Linked DNA regions of Gossypium hirsutum: region 2 is linked to region 1. The links are chromatin contacts, called in public Hi-C maps. All regions are on one chromosome and are shown on one strand. Each heading gives the region's core, a stretch centred on a gene start, on an enhancer-like site or on the middle of the called end of the contact. The rest is flanking DNA. Distances are from core to core; before and after follow the strand shown.

The links. Hi-C and Micro-C count contacts between places; a contact is called where the count stands out from the background.
Region 2: a Hi-C map of leaf shows a contact between it and region 1, with 3 times the contacts expected there. The contact joins two enhancer-like sites. A contact is called at or near these places in 3 of 34 Hi-C or Micro-C datasets (hypocotyl and leaf).

What each region holds. Positions count from the first base shown.
Region 1 is chrD01:61,987,260-61,991,321 of Gossypium_hirsutum_v2.1, reverse strand. No RefSeq gene overlaps it. Among protein-coding and RNA genes, the nearest start is that of LOC107928142, 8.7 kb to the right of the region's middle. Within about 2 kb of position 1,876, at least 8 of the 9 cell types and tissues checked have an H3K27ac peak or open chromatin away from gene starts, as enhancers often do. A contact at or near this core is called in leaf, where this site is marked.
Region 2 is chrD01:62,291,550-62,295,611 of Gossypium_hirsutum_v2.1, reverse strand. No RefSeq gene overlaps it. Among protein-coding and RNA genes, the nearest start is that of LOC107928161, 8.0 kb to the left of the region's middle. Within about 2 kb of position 1,666, at least 2 of the 9 cell types and tissues checked have an H3K27ac peak or open chromatin away from gene starts, as enhancers often do. A contact at or near this core is called in leaf, where this site is marked.

The DNA.
Region 1 (4,062 bases), core at 627-3,126:
AACATTTTTATATTTTTGTCTCATATTACAATTATAAAAAATCAAATAAATTTTTAACCCTCAATGTTTACTATTATTGTTAATTTGTTTTTTTTTTACTTTTTAAAGGTGCATAAAAAAAATTTAAAAATTTTTATATTTTCAATAACAAAGTCCTTTAAAAGTATAATATTTTTAAAAATTCATTTAATAATTCAAAATTTTATAAAAATATAACTAATTTCAAAAAGTACAAAAAAAAGAAGTTGTTTACTTCTTTTATAGTAATAAGGTAAATTTGAGCTATTTGTTTAGTCATAATTAAATCGAATTTCAATATAATTTTCTAATTAAATTATTTTAAAAAATTTGTTCAATTTCGATTTTGAAAGGTACTGAATGAATAGCTCAGACTTTGGAGAGATCGTATTTCTAGAGTTGTCTATGACCAGGCTGACTTGGTCAAAGAGTTATTGTCCACGAGCTAGCCCAACTCTAATTTAAATAAAGTTTTTTCAATTTTTAAAATATAATTATAAAAATATATTGAATATTTGAGCTTCTTAAAAGCAATACTAAACATATTTTATGTTAATTTATATGAATGTCTTCTCTGGAAGTTGTAAGTGCCTCTGAATCTCGTTCGGCCGATGATCGAGAAACGATAAAATTTAGGTTTAAAAAATATAGTGGGGTTGAGGATGTTGAAATGCTAGAGGATTTGGACTCACCATCAAAGGGCTCGGATTCGCCAACAAAGGTCTCTTGGAAGTAGATGTTTATCGGAAAAGGGGAACAGAATCAAGATGAAAATCTTAAATCTCTTGGTAAGAATTGTGATGGAGATCTTGAATTTCTGGAAGGTGACATTAAAAAGTCTATGGTTAACGATATCCCGACTATTGAATTTTCGGAACGTATTCAACAAATCATATTCAAGGATATGGAGACTACGATAGTGCTGAAATTACTGGGTCAGAATATTGATTTCGCAACCTTATTCAATAGAATCAGTAGTCTATGGCGTCCAACGAAACCGTTCCATCTAATGGATATAGAGAATGACTATTTTTTGGCTAAACTTCAATGCATAGAGGATTATAACAAAGCTCTTTCGCAAGGGCCTTGGATTATATATGGACAATATCTCATTGTTTAGCCATGGACAAAGTACTTCAGTCCCATGAAATCTTACCCAAGTATGGTTTTGGCGTGGATTAGGTTATTGGGTCTACTGTGATTCATGTATATAAGGAGAATTTCGGAAGAAGTTGGAGGCTTGGTGGGCAAGGTGGTCAAGTTTGACCTTAATACTGATAGCAAAACAAGAGGTTGTTTTGCTAAAATGGTTGTGTTCGTTGATCTCGATAAACCTCTTCTTTCTAGTTATGGTGAACAAAGAGATACAAAGGGTCGAGTATGAAGCCTTACCGACTATTTATTTTTCTTGTAAGAAATATGGTCATTTTAAGGATTAATGTACTTTATCGGTAGTAGAAAAAAGCACTGTGACTGAGGAAGTCAATAGAAAAACGGATGTGGTGGATTCGATGATTAGGGACAAGGGACAGACGTTCAAACTATGGATGGTGGTGAAATAGAAATCTCGGAAGGGCTAGAGGGATTTGCGAAACCAAAGGGGAGAAAATCAAGAAAATACTAGATTGGGGTCGAGATTTTTGGTCTTGAATAGGAAGGAAAATCTGGTCTTAAGGGAAGATAGGATTTCGAGGGGTTTTGCTAAGGAAACTAATAATAATGAGGGAATAGTGTCACGTTTATTGGACGAAAAAAGGTAGGTGAGACGATTTTGCCGGTGGACTATACCAAAGAATGGACTATTCCTTTTGTTAATAAAAATAGGGCTGGTGAGGCATCTGGGCTTATAAATGGATCTGTGGGTCATGTTTTAATGGAGGAAAGCTCGAATTTTAATGTTATTAATACAAGCCATAAGGATTCTTTAGTGGATCCAAAAATTCAAACTAAGAAAATTAAGACAACTAGGTTGAATTTAAAAGATGGTGACGATTTGGGCTTGCGGTCTATGGGGCAAGTTGCTAAGGAATTAGTTTTTGAGAAGTTTAAAAAGGGTGGTCCAAGAAAAGAGTCATCTAACCCACTTTCGATTGGGTCTAGTTCAAATAAAGGTCATTTTAACAAGTGTGATAAAATTCTTTTAGAGACGCGTGAGCAGTCTGCTGAAACTAATTTGAATGAGACCATTTTGGGGCTTAACAATCGAAGAGATCCGTCTTGATTTATTTCGATGAAGTATGCTAATCCATTAAATAATTCTGAATTGACTACTTTACACTTTAATCCCACTTTTGAAAAGTCAGAAGAGATTATGGTTCAATTAGATGGTAAGGTTCTAGATATAGGAAAACACACTGCAATCATTTTAAAAATAGAAATATAACCAATAAAAAAATCTGGGAAATGAGACGAAAGCAAGGTTTAATTACAAAAGTCGCGGATTGTTTTGAATTTGATGGAAGAAATTATAGCGGAAAAAAATTGAAGAAGACTATCCGTAGTCATGGAAATAGTTTTAAATCTGTTGGGAATGCTCGAGTTCAGCTGTCAGATTCTATGAATTCTTTGGTTGGCTTATTTAATGATCACATTGGAAAGGAAAATATTAAAGGTTCAGAAGTCTCAGAAGAAGTGCAGAAAATTGAGCATTTGGGCTCAAATTAGTAAGTTCGTCTTTTTTTAATTTTTATATATATTTATGAATTTGACGGTTTTTTCATGGAAATGTCAAGGGTGTGTCAGTGCAAAATTTCTTTGCAGTTTTCGTGAATATAGCAGAGAACACAAACCTGACATTGTTAGTTTGTTGGAAACAGTAGTAAGTGGTCTTAAAGCTAACAAGATTATTTCTAGCTTGGGTTTTCAGTTTTCTCATAGGGTGCAGGCTATTGGATTTTCTGGAGACATCTAAATAGGTTGGAAAGAACCACTTTCCATTAAGGTTCTATGTAATAATCCTCAATTTATTTGTGTTCGAGTTCTTAGTAGTGGTATTGTTATACCTATTCATATTGCCTTTGTGTATGGGAGTCTCGATAGATAGAAAAGAAGGAAAGTTTAGGAGGACCTTCTAGCTGTTATCCCGACAGATAATACTCATTGGATCACTATTGGTGATTTTAATACTTTACTTTATTCTAGTGAGAAAAAAGAAAGACGCTGATTTGGGAAAGGTTGCCCTATTTTTAATGATTTTCTTGAAGTGTCTAATTTACAAGATTTAAGTTTCAGGGTGCCCCTATTCACTTGGTATCAGGGTGGGTTATCTAAGAGACTTGATAGAGCTATTGGGAATGACAAGTGGGTGAGAATTTCCCGCATTGATCAGTCACTCATCTCCCAATAATCAAGTCAAATCACAGACCTCTACTTTTATCTCTCAGTCCAAGAGTTACATTGCCCAAAGGTCGTCCTTTCAAATTTCTTGCTGGATGGGTTGAACACTCTAATTTTTCGGAGTTTGTTAAAGAGAAGTGGTGCATGAAAGGTAACATCGTTGACTCCCTAAATAATTTTTTTGAGAATATTGAAATTTGAAATAAATCTATCTATGGTATTATGGGTCCGTAAGAGGTATTTGATGCAAAGGTTATCTAATATCCAAAAGGCCCTAGGTAGATCTGATTCTATAAACTTAAGTCTGGTGGAATCTAGAATTACGGGAGGAGCTAGAGTGTGCCTTTCACCATGAAGAGCTACTTTGGAAACAGAAAGGTAGATACGATTGGTTGCAGTTTGGAGATTAAAACACTAAACTTTTCCACTCCTGCACAATTCAGAGAAGAAATAGTAATAAAATTTTTGTTTTGAAGAATGATGAAGGGGAATGGATTTTTTAGGATGGGTGGCTCCAATCTGAAGCGATTAGGTTTTTCCAAAATTTATATGGTGAAGTTTTGTCTTGTACTAGAAGTTTATCGACTAGCTCTTTCCAAAAGCTTAGCTGTGATGATGAGGTTTTATTAAGGAGAGTTGTTTTTGATGAAGAGATTAAGGCGGCTTTGTTCAACATGGCTCCTTTAAAAGCACATGTAAGCAATAGTT
Region 2 (4,062 bases), core at 417-2,916, 300 kb before region 1:
GGCTCTCGGGATGATGTTTCAGTTGTGAAGAAAGACGGCTGCTGTTCTGCATAATTGTTAGATGATTCCGAGTGTCCAAATTTGCTTCCTCATTAAGCACAAGCTTTCCTCACCATGATCTTTCTCGAGATCTTTCGTTGAAGACGAAGAAATCACAGCATTCCAGGGATTTTCTTATAGTTTGTTCAGACATATCTAGTTTTAGCATTTTAAATGATTTTCATTAGTTGTGGAGAATAAATTTTAAATTAGCTATCATAATGTTTTGTATTTTCAAAGGAGTATTTTATGTAATATAACAAATAAATAGGGATAATTTAGGTATTATAAATAATTTAAATAATTTAGTGCAACTATATACATGAAATTTCATTAGATGGGCAAGTCGCGGCCACGTCAGCGCGCTTTGCTGACGTGGCAACAAATCGCCCCCTCGTGGACGCGATTTGTTGCCACGTCAGCAAAGCGCGCTGACGTGGACGCGATTTGCCGGAAAAGGCCCATTCCGGTAAATAATAAAATACCGGGCCCATTTCGATAATTTTTTAAAAAATAAGCTTTTTTTGGTAGATTGCCCGCATAAATTCAATCCTCAAAACTATTAAAACCATCGTTTTAAGAGAAAATAGAGCAGATTACTGTCACCATTGCTACTTTTGAAGAAAGTAGAACAAACTTTATTTGTAACTGGCTGATCTAAACTAATTAAGTCCATTATAAATGTAGTGGGTCAAATATCTACAATTTTTTTTGCTTTATTCAAATCCAAATTAACAAAACTACCTATATATTTCAATTTATTTATTATCCTCAAATAATCTGAGTGATATTATTTAAATCTGAATCTAAATTGAATATTATTATTTGTCGGATACCATTAGAAATGACTTAACTCACTAATTGATATCTTGCTATACTTTTTTTCTCATCTTGGTACCTAAATTTTTTTTGCCAAAAATGGTACTTAAACTAGTTTTTTTTTAAATCAGTTCCTTCGTTCAATTGTTAGTCAAACCACTAAGTCTATTTAAAAATAAATGCTTAACCCACATATTAGTTTCTAAACTATACCTTTTCCCCCAAATTGATACTTAAATTTTTTTATCACAAGTGTACCTAAACTATTCTTCCGTTACTCATTTTACACCAAAATGTTATATCCATTAAAAAATTCCAATCAATAATAGACTGTCACATTATATAAACAATTCTTGACTTAAATCACTAAATACAAACAAATATTATAAGCAAGGGGAGGGGATATTATTTTAAAGAAATTGATTGATTTTTTAGAATTAGTATTGAATTAATAAAATGTGTAAATGTTGAGAGTTAAATTTATCATTATACTTAAATTTATCATTATACAAATAAAAAAAAGACCACACTAACATTTCATTAATAATTCAAAGGAGGAGTAACAAAAAAAAATATTAATAATGTTAGTGATGAAATTGAAAATTTTTGAAATTTGGTTACCAGAACAAAAATATGCTAATATTTAGATGACCAATAATGTAATTTACCTTTCTTACCATACACTCTTTCCCTCTCTTTTTTATAATCCTAAAACCAAAATAATTAAATACAAGAAATGGATCGTACTAGGCCTTGGCGAGGCCCAATTTACATGATCCTTAATGGTCTTGGGCACCAGTGCTCAGGTCCCTAGATTTTATTATTGCCTTAGCCCTTGACGTATATATATATGCCTTTAATTATAAATTTCATCCCTCATCTTTTTTAAAAATAAAAATTCAACCCTCATTTTAATTTGTCTAGTCTTTGTTCTTTACAAAAATTGAAAATTGAATGCAATTAACTAACATTGTTCATCTTTACCGTTAAATTGCTAATTTGGGAATAAACATTTCTACCTTTTATATGCACAAAAAATAAAAATCAAAGGTTTTATTAGGGATCAACATTTTGTTAATTCAATTAATTTGACTTTTATATACCGATTATAAAATAAAATGACCAAACCATTAAAACTGAATAAATCAAATCGATTTAAGGGAAAAATGAAAGTTTCGGTTTGGTTCAATTCAGTTCGATTAGTTTATCAATTTTTTGGATTTCTTTTAAGATTTATTTATACAATAAAAGGTTTTAAGGTTTTATTTTTAATTAATTGATTTTTAATTTTTTGTTAGGTGTTGGGTATTTTTGGGTTAGATTGGTTTTGGGTTGGGTATTTGGATATTGGATTTAGGTTTATTTAATTAGTTTATCCAGTTTTAATATCCAAAATCGATAGCCAATCGAATAAGTCGTCTGAAATGAGTAAGCTAACCGAATTAATCAAGTAACCGAACAAATTGATTTATTTCAATTAGATCAGTTAAGTTTGTTTGTAATTTGGTTTAACCGGTTACTTGTTCACCCTTATATTTAACAATATATATAAAATAAATTAGTAAAAATAAATAGTTCAATTTTATGTGTTTACCCACAACTTGACTAACTTCTTAGTCTTCGTAAAGTACATAGAGGGACTAATTTTCAATTCTCGTAAAGTGAAAGGACTAAATTCATAATTAGACAAAAAAATATCTAAAAAATGATGAAATGTTAGATAATGCTTAAGTAATGTCTCGAGTGTGATCCAAGCCTTGAATCTATTCCCCCTCCCACAACAACGAATTTTGTATTTGACTATTATGAACTAATTTGACTTATTTGTTTGGAACGAAAGTGGGGACTTTGTTTTCTTCATATGAATTGATAGCAAGGACTGCTTTTAATTGTTGCTACTATGACATGAGGATCTTTTTCTGACCTCTTCAAAGGATTCTTAGGAATCTGTATAATCTGTTTAATATATATATAAATTTAGAAAGGCTTGTATGTGTCGATTGAATATTAATTCGATTGGTATGGGCATTATTACCAATGCAAGAAGACATAGGTTTGAGTGCGTTGAAGTGCATTATCCTCTTATTTATAGGTTGGGAGGGGCTATAGATAGTTCTAGACATAATATTAAAAAGAAATATACGATTAGAACGTTGTTAAAAAAAAAAAGAAACCGTTGTATGTGGAAGATAGATTTTGTATCAATTTTGCAACACCAAATGTTTTAAGTACATTTGCCTAAAACTAGAGTGTGTGAAAATGACTTGCACATTATAGGTATATGGCTGAATGGAAATGGGGCCTGAGGTTGTTGGTGCAGGGTTGAAATTCCAGTTAAGCTTTGCACTAATAATAAGTTACTTGGAGTCCGACTCTTTACTTTTCTTGAAATACTCATTTTTCGGTATTTATAACCAGCGTAAAAACATGATTTTTAAATATACATAAAAGCTTAAGAAAATTTGGTCATACTCATAGTGGCGAAGCTATAAATTTCTTTTAGGGTATCGGAATTAAATTACATATTTTTATGAGAATTAAAATGTAATTTCATCATTTTATTAGCTTATAGCTTTATAATTTTTAAAAGATTAAATAAAAATCTTATCTTTTCTGGAGATCAAAGTATAATTTTATCATGTGCTAATATATAATTTTTCATTTTAAGAGCCGCTTAAGCACTTGCGAATCCTCTAGTGCAGACCCTGCAAAGTCGTGATGGAAACAAATCTGTTAACAATAATTACACCTAAATTTGAATAAACAGCTCTAGATTTAAAGGTGTGGTTCTAGTTTAAGATACATAATTTGCAATATACAGTTATGTTTTTTTTCCCTTTGCAATTGTTAAAATTTCAAGCTTACCATTATTACAAAATCTAGCTACCTCTTAATGTCTTAATGCTGTCAAATGTTGCTTTAGATACACTATTGATTTGGTTTTTTTGTTTTCAATCGTGCTTAAATAGTAGTATGGATTTATTTATTTTTTTTCAAATTTTAATTAAGCTCTTATCAAAATAAAATCAAATTATTCGAATTCAACTTAATTTAAGTTAAAAAATAACTTTTTTTGGCCAAAAATAATAAAATTTAAGATGTTAAGAGAGTTGAAGATGAAAAGCGAAGTCTTGTTACTATATTTGTACTGTACTTATTCATGCATGATTGAATATTATTGTTTACTGAAGAGAGGGTCCTTTC